Linked DNA regions of Bombyx mori: region 1 is linked to region 2. The links are chromatin contacts, called in public Hi-C maps. All regions are on one chromosome and are shown on one strand. Each heading gives the region's core, a stretch centred on a gene start, on an enhancer-like site or on the middle of the called end of the contact. The rest is flanking DNA. Distances are from core to core; before and after follow the strand shown. Region 1 overlaps LOC101743003 (LHFPL tetraspan subfamily member 3 protein). Region 2 has its middle 5.3 kb from the start of A1.

The links. Hi-C and Micro-C count contacts between places; a contact is called where the count stands out from the background.
Region 1: a Hi-C map of posterior silk gland shows a contact between it and region 2, with 1.9 times the contacts expected there. The contact joins two enhancer-like sites. A contact is called at or near these places in 2 of 7 Hi-C or Micro-C datasets (middle silk gland and posterior silk gland).

The regions. Positions count from the first base shown.
Region 1 is chr28:462,465-469,279 of ASM3026992v2, reverse strand. LOC101743003 (LHFPL tetraspan subfamily member 3 protein) reads left to right here. Exons shown (of 4, transcript XM_012696653.4): 4 at 4,513-5,354. The coding sequence ends at 4,706. It overlaps LOC101742711 (electron transfer flavoprotein beta subunit lysine methyltransferase), which reads right to left. Exons shown (of 5, transcript XM_062676776.1): 5 at 5,845-6,002. The coding sequence ends at 5,850. Among protein-coding and RNA genes, the nearest start is that of TRNAA-UGC, 5.3 kb to the right of the region's middle. Within about 2 kb of position 4,534, at least 8 of the 8 cell types and tissues checked have open chromatin away from gene starts, as enhancers often do.
Region 2 is chr28:108,344-114,606 of ASM3026992v2, reverse strand. No RefSeq gene overlaps it. Among protein-coding and RNA genes, the nearest start is that of A1, 5.3 kb to the right of the region's middle. Within about 2 kb of position 2,331, at least 2 of the 8 cell types and tissues checked have open chromatin away from gene starts, as enhancers often do.

The DNA.
Region 1 (6,815 bases), core at 3,285-5,784, 350 kb before region 2:
CCCTAGCAAGAGCAGTGCTTCGCAGAATCTACCACCGGATCGGAAACGCGACCCACTGAGAAGATCCGGCGAGAAACTCAGTAGGCTGTGTCTGTGTTAATTTACTCGTCGAGCCCTTCGTCGCAAGCGACGGTTTCGGTGAGAACGATGACCGGAACTAATAAATAGTGTTTTTATTGATTATGAGAAATGTTCACTTTGGTCTATGGACATCGGTTATGTCAGTACCGTCGAGGAATTCTGAGTGGCTACCGTCCCCGTTGTGCCGACAGTAATACTGGTGGTAGGACCTCGTTTGAGTCCGCACGGGTAGGTACCACCACCCTGCCTATTTCTGCCGTGAAGCAGTAATGCGTTTCGTTTTGAAGGTTGGGGCAGCCGTTGTAACTATACTGAGAGCTTATAATCTCAAGGTGGCTCGCATTTACGTTATAGATGTCTATGGGCTTCGGTAACCGGTTACTTCAGGTGGGCTGTGAGCTCGTTTACCCATCTAAGAAATTAAAATACTGTACGAAGTTACAACTCTGGGTGTGTCCTCCCGCCCCCCACACTTAGGGGCGGTAGAGGGCGAAGTGAACGGAAATAAACACTCATAAACATATTTAAAAAAAAAACAATAATCCTTTAAACAAATAAGCATCGAACTATCCAGATTGTTTGTAATTCTAACTTTGAATTTAAAATAAATAACGATCAAACAAACTGTTTTAAATTAAATACGCTTCACGCGTTATTCTACGCTTTTATTATTTTCACTTTATTATTTTCTGTGTAACGTAACGGAACAGTCCATACTTCTCGTGGTCACTAAAATTAAGCGCTGGTTAAGTATGGACATTATTTTTGTGGTAACGTTAAAATCAATTGTGTTTTTTAGGTATGCATATCTGTCTACCCAAAAAATATGGAAAATTTGTTACTTAATTGTTTACTAGCTGACCCGGCAGACTTCGTAGTGCCTCAATAGATAAATAAAAGATCTAAACTTTTGTATAAAATAAACTTAAAATAAACAAAAGGAATCCGTCCGACGGGGGACACATCAAAGGAAAAACAAATTTATTTTTATTTAATTAATTTAATTTAAACCTTCTCTGGACTTCCACAAATAATTCAAAACCAAAATTAGCCAAATCGGTCCAGCCGTTCTCGAGTTTTAGCGAGACTAACGAACAGCAATTCATTTTTATATATAAGTATAGATTATTCAGTCAGGTGAATAAGCTCGCGGCCCACCTGGTGTTAATTGGCTACCTGAGCCCATAGACATCTACAACGTACCTAAATGCGGCCATTCGCATTGAGATATTAAGTCGAAGTAACAAATAGCCTATTTATTACGCAAATTATAATGAATTATTGCGGTTTTGATTTTTATTAAACGACTTTATTCCTTCATCGTGGAAATGAATCGTGAACAGTTGTTAAGTGGTTTTTACTGGTGGTAGGACCTCTTGGGAGTCCGCACGGGTAGGTACCACCACCCCGCCGATTTCTGCCGTGAAGCAGTAATGCGTTTCGGTTTGAAGGGCGGGGCAGCCGTTGTAACTTTACTTGAGACCTTAGAATTTATATCTCAAGGTGGGTGGCGCATTTACTTTGTAGATGTCTATGGGCTCCAGTAACTACTTAACACCAGGTGGGCTGTGAGCTCGTCCACACATCTAAGCAATAAAAGTGTGTATTTGATTTCAAAAATAAGTCTGTCTGCGGGATCCGAACACCGGCACAGTGGTATCGCTCGATATAAATACACCCGGCGTCTTATCCATTAGGCCACGACGACTACTACCTCTATCGAACTTCTAACCCGAGGGTTCGCGTATCTGACATGTCGCTGGTACCTGTGCACAAATCGTATTCTTTCGAAACGCCCCGAAGTCCGACCGCACCCACCAGAGCGCTATTACTGCAACACCTTATCGAAATTCCTAAAAATTACATAAATTCATTTTACGAACGCCAATTAAATTAGAAATTTGAATATTTGATCGGAATTAGAGTCGAGGTTAGAATCTTTCGGAGATTAAGTAATAGAAGCGTGTTAGTGTTACATGTCACGCATAATAAAATGCTTAAAGGAGCATACGACCGGTGGCGACCTCAAATGTGATATATAAATTAATATTTTCTCGCGTCTAATTCGCTGTTCGAAGGTTTGAGGGATAACTTTACGATTTCCTCATTATTATTTTTCAAATCTCAGTAAATGACCACCATTTTACTGCGATTATATTTCATTCCATATCATCTCATTTCATTTAATGTCATCCCAGTTGATTAATGCCTCAAATTAATCATCTTCATTTCATTTCACTTCATATTATCATTTATCATAAAAATAAGAATATAAATTAAAATAAGACATGACTTAAAGGTCTTAGTTACCAGGTCATAAAATCCATAAAAAAAAAATTTATAATTTTTCAATTCACTCATCCTCTATTTCTATTATTTTGTTAGCAAATGTGATATATACGGTCACCGCCCTCGTCGAACCCATCGCTTGCGACGAAGGGCTCGAAGAGCCCTAATTATTAAATATTAATTATTAATTAACCCATAGACACAGCCCACTGAGTTTCTCGCCGGATCTTCTCAGTGGGTCGTGTTTCCGATCCGGTGGTAGATTCTGCGAAGCACTGCTCTTGCGAGGGTCAGTGTTAGCAACATTCCGGTTTGAGCCCCGTGAGCTCACCTACACACCTTAGGGTGAAGCTGAAATAGCCTATCAAGGCTATCAGCATAGGTAGGATAAAAATAATAATATATAAATTAATATTTTCTCGCGTCTAATTCGCTGTTCGAGTGTTTGTAGGTATCTTTACCGTTCCCTCATTTTTTCAATTTACCCATCCTCTATTTCTATTGTTTTGTTGGCGTAATGGTTGTTACTATGACTAAACCCGGTACCCCGAGATCGGAGACAGTTTTCTGTTCAAGACGTTCCAGATAAGCGGTTCTGATCTGGTATGTGTGTCTGGTAGTCTGGCGTGATCCTCCCCCTCATGTCCGAGGGTCGTGACCTTCGTGCGTGATTTTCGTTGTCGCGATGTCATGCTCTAGTTTTGTATTCGGCTACTGAAAGAGTGTCGTTGAAGGTGGCTCCGAAAGCGATGCAGACCTGGTCAGACCATCACACGGGTCTGTGGTTCCGCGACCCCTTCCTTCCACTCTACCAGTAACCACTAAAATCTAAGTCGTTGTGGCCTAAAGGATAAGAGGTCTGGTGCATTCGTGTGTAGCGATGCACCGGTGTTCGAATCCCGCAGGCGGGTACCAATTTTTCTAATGAAATACGTACTTAAAAAATGTTCACGATTGACTTCCACGGTGAAGGAATAATAATGTGTAATAAAAATCGAACCCGCAAAACTGGTGGTAGGACCTCTTGTGAGTCCGCACGGGTAGGTACCACCGCCCCGCCTATTTCTGCCGTGAAGCAGTAATGCGTTTCGGTTTAAAGGGTGGGGCAGCCGAGACTTGAGACCTTAGAACTTATATCTCAAGGTGGGTGGCGCATTTACGTTGTAGATGTCTACCGGCTCCAGTAACCACTTAACACCAAGTGGGCTGTGAGCTCGTCCACTCATCTATGCAATAAAGAAAACCTTAAGTGGCCTGGTTCGTATCTGGGTCAGGAGCAAACGTCAGCGGCCGCTCCCATCACGGTTGCCACGGCGGGCGACACCAATGCATCTCTGATTAAGCTACGTACATGACCAAGTGAAAACAACTAACTAATATCTCAAGAATACGTTCTTTGCGCGAGACTTATGTACGATAACCGGTAACCACTTTACACCAGGTGGGCTGTAAGATCGTCCAACCGTCTAAGTAGTAAATAAATAAATAAAAAACGTTTTGTTTTTGCGACCAAGAAAACTGTTGAGAATTCGAAATGACAGAATTAATGTAATGATAGTAAAAAAACGCGAACTCAAACCATTAAATAAGCTTTAATTGTTAAAATAAAACAACTTAGATGTTGAATATGTCCCTTCTGTGAGACCTAGTGATAAAGGTTTGCAAATAATTTTACTTATGCAAATTGCATAAATATTGTTGGATCATAAAATCGCGGGAGTGAAGTACGCGCATCAGAAATACAATAATATATCGTGGTTTGTAAAAGGTTTTTTTTTATTGCTTAGATGGGTGGACGAGCTCACAGTCCACCTGGTGTTAAGTGGTTACTGGAGCCCATAGACATCTACAACGTAAATGCGCATCCCACCTTGAGATATAAGTTCTAAGGTCTCAGTGTAATTACAACGGCTGCCCCACCCTTCAAACCGAAACGCTTTACTGCTTCACGGCAGAAATATGCAGTGTGGTGGTGCCTACCCGTGCGGACTCACACGAGGTCCTACCACCAGTAATTACGCAAATTATAATAATGCACTCGGTCTGGCTGCTACCAAGTGAGGAGTCCTGGCATTCAATTTTAATATATATAATATATGGTCCTGGCTCTCGTCATACAAAATGTCATATTCTCAATTGCAGGTGAGGTGAACAACGGCTACGTGACGGACGCGACATCTGTTAGCGGCTCTAGGAAGTCTCTGGCGCTGCAGCCCGTGCTCATCATGCACCCGCACGCGCCCATGGACATGGACACGTACTCTCACTACTCAGGACGCACCGCGCGATCCAAACACGGAATGTACGCGAACACTATGCATAATTATCAATTATAATTCAACTGTAAAGCGTTTAAAAATCCGTCCGAGCATTGTGTTCACTGCCGCTAGATGGCACTGTACTTTTTAATAAATAGTACCGGTAATTTCCGCGAGATGGCGCTTTTATAAATTATTTCAAATCTGTACACTAGAGAAGGAAGAAAATACAGGTGTAGTTTTAATGAATTACAATATACTTTTAATTGTAACATCTAGTACTTAATAAGTGAAGTCTTATAAATAAACTTGTAACGTACAAAACGGTTGAACAAATTAAATTAAAATTTATTGAACTAAAATTATATTTTAAGTATATATTTGTTAAACTAAAATGTAAATAATTTAGATTTAGCTGTAAGATTTTGTACCTAACATTTGTTATTATATTTAGGTAATAAAAACCATCGGTTATATACTTTAACACTAGATTTTCGGATGGTATGGTAAATTTACTTAAATTAATGAAAAAAAGAACGGATTAAATTTATGGTAACTTCTGAGAGGGAGCGGTAGAGGTTTTCTTCGCGTCCTACCGACTAGTGCATAAGTACGAACTGTGTGAACTGTAGCGACTTTACAACGTAACGAAACCCAAACTAACCAACTAGTGCCTTGTAGAAAGCCTTTTGTATTTTGTGAATAATAAAAAGTTTTATAAGCGTTTTCTTTGTCTAACTTTGAACGTGAACCTCAAAATAAAATATCGTAACCCGTTTTCCTCCCGCGTCTCCAGCGCTATAGAAATTTTTTTTTGTACAATTTTTCCTTATTAAGAAAGGCAAGGGGATCTAAGCTCAGAACCATAGATAATACACTTAATATTATCTATGGTCCGTACGAACGCTTGTGTGTAGTTGACCACACCATAGTGGCTGAGCCTTTGCTGCTCGCTCACCTGTCCTGGTGAAACTGGAAAGGCCTTCCGGCCACCAATAAATACTTTAATCAGAAAACAAATAATATAAAAAAATATGCTTTTATAGAAAATCCAACTAAAAAATAGAAAATAAATTTTAATAAATTTGAATTAAAAACAGTGTAACAAAAAATGATTTTATTGTAAAAAAAGCGTGGGGTGGATGGTATCAGTAGTTAAGAATTGCTTGGCGGCCGAAGCGGACTGGAACAGTAATACGTTGAAAGAAATAAGAAACCAGTTCAAATCAATTTATTTAACTTCCAAACTTTAGTCTTCGTAAAACCGTTGTTCTCCTCTTGGCTCTCCCTGGGCATCTTGTACTCGGCGAGCATCTGCACATGTCGTCTACGCTTCTCTGTCAAGCCGTGACGACCTGGATCTCCTATTAGTATCTACAAATATTCACAATTGACGCAATAAAATCTCTCATGAACGCCCTGTTCCCCGGATGCTATTGTTCCTCTTCAAACGTGAATAGAAAAGAGTTTCTAATGAGAAATCCAATGACTAGCTAAAGACTACAAATAATATGAAGGTGGTACCTAGTCGCCGTCTGTTATCAGCGATGATGACTATGGTAAGGTCTTGAAGACTACTTGTTTTTTACCGATTCGGAATGAAGTTCCACGACAGAGAAACCGTAAAGAAACTCAAGGCTTGCTCCTCTGAGAAGGAAAGGTTGAGGGATTAAACAGTCAATCTGGTATCTTGTAAATTAGATTCTTTGACTCGCGGATAGAACTTAGACAATCTCAGGGATCACCCTACGTCAAATGGTGCTGGAGTTCCAGCTCGAGATAGCCAACGGACTGATTGACAGACATAATGATCGACAGACTGACAGACTTCCCGAGGTGTGTTCTCTTTGAAAAATTTGACTATCGAAAAATGTTAAAAAATACTAGATTTTATTTTTCATCAGAATATAGTCGTAGCCATATCACTGCCAGTTCGGAGCGCATTAAGCTATCTATATTCAACAAACTATAATTAGACTAATTAGTATGTATTAACACAACATTTTGCAAATGATTCCTGTCACTTTTCTGACATTGCACACAAAATTTGGTAATATCGGGTTTACTCTATTGATACAGGTATACCTAATCATTAAGTAATACAGTCAAAACCGTTTACTGCGACATCGTTTAATACAACATGCCGGTTATAATAACCAAGAACAAAGGTCCCGGCTGAATGCCATA
Region 2 (6,263 bases), core at 1,082-3,581:
CTTGGTTTAGCGATTTATATATGCGATTCTGGGAAGCACTGTTCTTGGGCTAGTGTTAGCAACGTCCTCAGGTTAGACTCACGAGAGCTCACCTACTTACTTGGTGTCGCTGACATAGCCTTTAAGGCTACCAGCATAGGAAGGAAAAAATCTATATATTTGTATGTATATAGACAAACCAGTAAAATACCATCACATTATCATTTTATTATCTGTTCGCCCATTGATTTTTTTGTTTAGAGGTTGTTGATAAGCCTCAGTGTTATCAAAAAAAACATAATTAAATTTTAATATGAGAAAATGTAAATGTAATGTAAAATGTGTAATTTACGAATGTAAATTTTTAGTGGTTTGTAATTAAAATTGAGTTTCGATGGTTGGACGAACACTGGTGTAAGAACTAGGTCTCCGAACTGAAATGAGAAAATGTACAATATTTTAATGAGCGCTGTTGATCCTTTTCTTGAAGCAGGAAGATCGAAATTAAAGTAGTTATGACGACGTAAGCAATGATTTGTTTGCTACAAACAATCTTAATAAATATAAACAAATGGGCGCCGCTTATTTATCGAGAGCCTAAAGCAAACGACGTGACGTGTTAAGTACTGGAGCTCGCCGACATCACAGCGCGAGTAGGTGCGGCCGGTGGGTACGGGGGCCATGAGACACTGGTCCAAAGTCTCAATGGTAATGCACACCGTATGGATTGCAAGAACACAAACACACTCGCGTGGCACAGAAAAAGCTCAACGTCGAACCGCCTTCTTAATATTATTTTCTGTTGAGCACTATTTGCAGTCGTCAGCTAAATTATACCTCGCCATGCTATCAACACCCAGACTACCTAAATAATTATCCAAGAAAATGTATACAATGCAACTAATCTTGATATTTTTATTTCAAACACTATTCTATTCTATGATTGAAGTCTTCGTGGCCTAAAAGATAAGCCGCCTCGTGCACACGTAACAAGCGATGCGACTGTGTCGGTGTTCGAATCCCGCGGACGGGTACCTACTATTTTTTTTTCACATAATACGTACTTATCAAATATTCACAAAAAACTTCCGCTGTGATTATAATTTGCTTAATTACTGGTGGCAGGAAGTCTTGTGCATCCGTACGAGTAGATGCCACCACCCTGTATATTTCTGCCGTGAAGTAGTAATGCGTTTCGGCTTGAAGCAGCCGTTGTACTGTAAAAACTAAGACCTTGGGACTCATGTCTCAAAGTGTAACCATTTACCACCAGGTGGAAAATAAGCTCGTATACCCATTAAAGCAATAAAAATAAATAAATATATATATTTCCATTGCAATCAACTAACGAATACCACTTTACGTTAAAGTCGGCTAACAAGTGCGATTCACAAATAGTTCGTTCTCTCCTGGTCTACAGTAACCGCGTATATTTGCACACTACAATATTAGACAAGTTGTGCCGCTGTGCGCGCAGTAACGACTCCTAAACTATATTAATATAATCATTATTAACCTGCACCCCCACCGCGCGGGGAGGGCGGAGGTAAAGCAATAGGGCTGTCCTGTACTTACATATCAATTATTTGTTAATGTTCGTGGAATGACGTCACGCGTGTCTCTCGTGCGAGAAGTCACAAGTTCGAGGCTGGGCATGTATTGTATTGTTTCCATTTTTAAAGTTTATTGCTTAGATGGACGAGCTCACAGCCCACCTGGTATTAAGTGGTTACTGGAGCCTATAGACATCTACAAAGTAGAACCTTGAGATATAAGTTCTAAGATCTCAAGTATAGTTATAACGGCTGCACCACCCTTCAAACCGCCAGGCATTACTGTTTCACGGCAGAAATAGGCAGAGCAGTGGTACCCGCGCGGACTCACAAGAGGTCCTACAACCAGTAATTACGCAACATATAATTTTGCGGGTTTGATTTTTATTACACGATGTTATTCCTTCACCGTGGAAGTCAATCGTGAACATTTGTTGAGTACGTATTTCATTAGAAGAATTGGTACCCGCCTGAGATTCGAACACCGGTGCATCGCTCAACACGTATGCACCGGACGTCTTATCTTTTAGGCCACGACGATTTAGAACTTCGAACTTACTTTTATATAATGTAGGTATTTGATTTATCGATTTTTGACGTGATGAATGGCATTCTGTTCAAAGAAAGGAAGTCCATATTCTAACGTATTATTAGGCCTACTGGTTCTTATGTTGTGATGTGTCAATGAGTTTATTGTAGTACCTAATGTTGAAGTTCGCGGCGCGGTGTCGCGGGTCAGCCCTAGAGCGCGGGTGTGTTGGATTCCAACGATATCTGTCAAAGCGTGGACGGATTTAATTGATTCGTGCGCATCGACTGTGCCGCCGTCCCACCCACAGCTATGCCAAACTACGCAGCAGAGGCGCACATATTATGTTATCTATATATTAATAAGTAAAGCAAAAACCTTCATTCCCTTTGTGCCCCTTTTTACGAACATTGCGCGGACGGAAGATTATGAAAATTCCCACACTTATAGATAGTATAGAGAAGGAGTACACAATGTTAATTTTTTTTTTTTATTATGCACGAGAAATGCATTATATCAATAAATAAAAACAATACACACCTCACCTCAGCAGTCGGCTGGTGATACCAAAAAACCTGACTCGTTGAGTTACGGACGCTTTGAAATTACGTTCTCTATTACCCCATAACCAGTCAGCGGCGATTTGTATTATGTACCATACATTACGATATTTAAAGAACCATTCTTACAAAAAACTGTTTGAAAAAATCCCGTGTAAGTCAAAAACTTTAGTCACCGTACACGACCCCGCGGCCGATTATCTAGCCGTTAATTTGACAAAATAACCGCTCTAACTGGGTTGCCAGTCGCAACCGCCATTCGAGAAGCTGAGGACCGGACGAGATGGAAACAACTCACGAGACAGCCACGGTCAAGTTTCAGGGACACGACCTTCAGTAATGAAGAAAGTGACGAAGAAGAAGTCCAGAGTCAGACGGATATTACGCTTCAACATGCCCATATATCCGGCAGTCTCTGTGTGACATCGGTGCTGGTGGTAGACTGACATCTCGGCACCTCTATAACGGAACATTCGTTGTGCAGCGATGTCGTCTAAGCGTTCGCTGAGTCGACAGAGACCTGCGGGAGCTGGTTCTACAGATTCACACCTTGTTTGAACTGTGACTGATGTTGCTGCTTGTTCTGTGTGTTTGCAAAATAAATCCTTCCGTCGGTTCCGTCGTTCTAATACAGTCGAGACAACAACCTCGCGTCTCTTGGTGGGCGCTCTTCAAGTCATTCAATCCCGTTTTTGCAGAATAGCCGTCAGAGCACCATAGTTTCTAAGGAATGTGGATCACCATGATGACCTGGAGCTTGACTCAATCAGTAAGTATATGCAGTTCGCAACGATGCGCCACTTTGAGAAGGCGGTACGGCACGAAAACCCTTTTGTCGTGGCCGCCCGGAATTACTACATACCCGGAATGGTGAAGAGTCCATATCACCCTAAACACGTATTTACGGATCCTCCCGATCCATTAACAGTGCTTTTAGGTATCACAAGCACCGGTCACCGTCCTCGTCGAACCCATCGCTTGCGACGAAGGGCTCGACGAGCGAATTAACCCATAGACACAGCCCACTGAGTTTCTCGCCGGATTTTCTCAGTGGATCGCGTTTCCGATCCGGTGGTAGATTCTGCGAAGCACTGCTTTCTAGCGCCAGTGTTAGCAACACTTCCGGTTTGAGCCCCGTGAACTCACCTACACGCTAGGGTGTAGCTGAAATAGCCTCTTAAGGCTATCAGCATAGGTTAAAGAAAAGGTGGGTGCTACCCCCGCGGCCTGATGAGCTTCTGTCGACGAGCGCCTCCACTCATCCGCAGTATACACACGCAGTATTGTGTCGTGACTCAGTTTCGTTATCAGTGTGAGATCGTTTGGCACGCTCCGACGTTACTGTAAAAGTAAATGAAAAGTCCGAACTAAATATAGTTCGCGATACCTGTGCACGATCTATTCCTGTCCGCCCCCTACACGGGCGCGTGATGATTAATGATTCCAATGTGCAGCGTCGAGTATTGATGCGCGTGTGGCTTTTTCAAGTTTCACTCTTTTGGGCGCCAACAGCTATTCGCAAATTATACCAAAAACAACTTTCCCACACTTTCGATTTTACTGTTAGTATTGAGAGTTAGTTTGAAATGAGTCCATCATTTCGTTTTTACCCACGCACCACCCGCCGGCAGAGTAGAAGTTCGTCCATACTACCGGGAGCCACTGCTTCACCCACAGTGCTTTTCCAGAGATCTTTTTGCCACGTACCATCCGGCTTTGGAATGAGCTCCCCTCCACCGTGTTTCTCGTGGGCTATGACATGTCCTTCTTCAAACGAGGCTTGGGGAGAGTATTTAACGGTAGGCAGCGGCTTGGCTCTGCCTCTGGAATTGTTGAAGTCAATGGGCGATGGTAACCACTCACCATCAGGTGGGCCATATGCTCGTCTGCCTACAAAGGCAATAAAAAAAGTGTTATAATTATTTCTAATGATAAGCTATTATGAACAACTAATGAAGAGAAATCTTTCTGCAATACTCTTTCTGAAGGTCTATCTTGAGTGCCGATTAGTGGTATAAAAGGTTGGTGAGCTTAGCGTCAGGCGGGCCGTAAGCTCGTCGGCTCCTGTATAAAAATGAACACAAACGGTCTCGAACCAGCCACTGGCTGGCCCCTACTGGTCCCTACTGGCGAGCCGGTGCCTACCTTCCCAGTATATTTTGCTTCAGTTCTTGCTCAGCGTATTCCATTACATATTCTATTTATGAAATTAAAGTGAGGCTCCTTTACTGTTACATGTTCTATTTTTAGTTATCGTTCTCTAGTCAACTACGTAAAGACATGCGAGTCGTCGAGTCGTCGCTGGACTACTATCATCATTTGCTTTTTTGAAATATGTCATGGTATAGGATATGCTCACAAAACCTGTCTCCTTGTCAATAGCATTTGAAGATAAGTTGCTATGTTGTAAGAGAAGATCATCGTCTTCAGAATACAAAATGGGACGCGTTAGACACTTAGTTTCTTTTGTCAAAGTATTTAAATGTGATAATAAGTACTGAGTAGGAGAAGAGAGGAATTCATCCCATTACACTAGTTAAGTGACAAAACTGGTCTTCTGAAACGCAAGTTAGATGTCTATGGGCTCCAGTTACCACTTAACACCAGGTGGGTTGTAAGCTCGTCCACTCATCTAAGCAATAAAAAAAAAAAAATTCCGTAACGCAATTTTAAATAGAACCCTCATTTGTAGCCGGCCTAGTACAACGGTATCAGGCCGATGGTCTTCAGGATGTGGTGGAAGTGGTCTTTACTGTTGGAGCCTCGGCAATGCTAGCTTCGGAGTCGGGACGCATGAATGCCTTGTGGGCAATAGTGGCAGGACGCTGCAAGGACGGTCTATAACATTTTACAGCACGTGAAGGCCAGCTTGAATAAAAAACGTTTTGATTTAACTTGACCAGTTTGTCACAAATGCTTTACCTTCACCATAAAGAGCGTACTGCGAGCTCGCCAGCTATTCGCGCCGCCCTGGTCCTGCAATATAACTGAACTGCAATTTAGACCTCACTTCTCAAGATGGGCAGCGGTATTCCCGTTGTCACTGTGGGCTCGGGTAACCACTTTGTACCAAGCGGCCATGAGCTCGTTCACTCATCTGTGAATAAAGCTGAGCAAGTATTTATACTAAACATTAACTCATTGCTGTTTACTAGTCATTCCTGAATCATAAAGCCAATAAAGTTATTGAAAACCGAAGTCTTCCCGTGGTGATGTTGACGTTATGGTCGGCCCTGCGGTCAATGACATAGTTTATAGACGGGGCGAACGTCTCTCTCATCAATTGTCGCCTTAACAGTGACAAAACAGATTGGATTATTGCAAAGAACCTTGATAGCAAAAAGTTCTAAACTGGTAGCCGCGTGCTGAAAAACATAAAAATAGTTTTTTGTAAAATATCTCTGCGTGAGTTCGTACGTCACAGGATTGTGTCAGAGATACAGTGGACCACTTCTGAGTACTCCAGTCGATCGACTAAATATACGATTAACGTAGAAGGTCAGAAGTAACACGTGGTTTCATCGAAAAGTGCAAAATTTTCTTTAAGTCGACAGTAATTTGAGGAGTGTCAACGTATTAATAAACCGTAAAATATCGAGAGGGAATGAGGTCAGTATGCGAACAGATTTAGGTTTGATGACG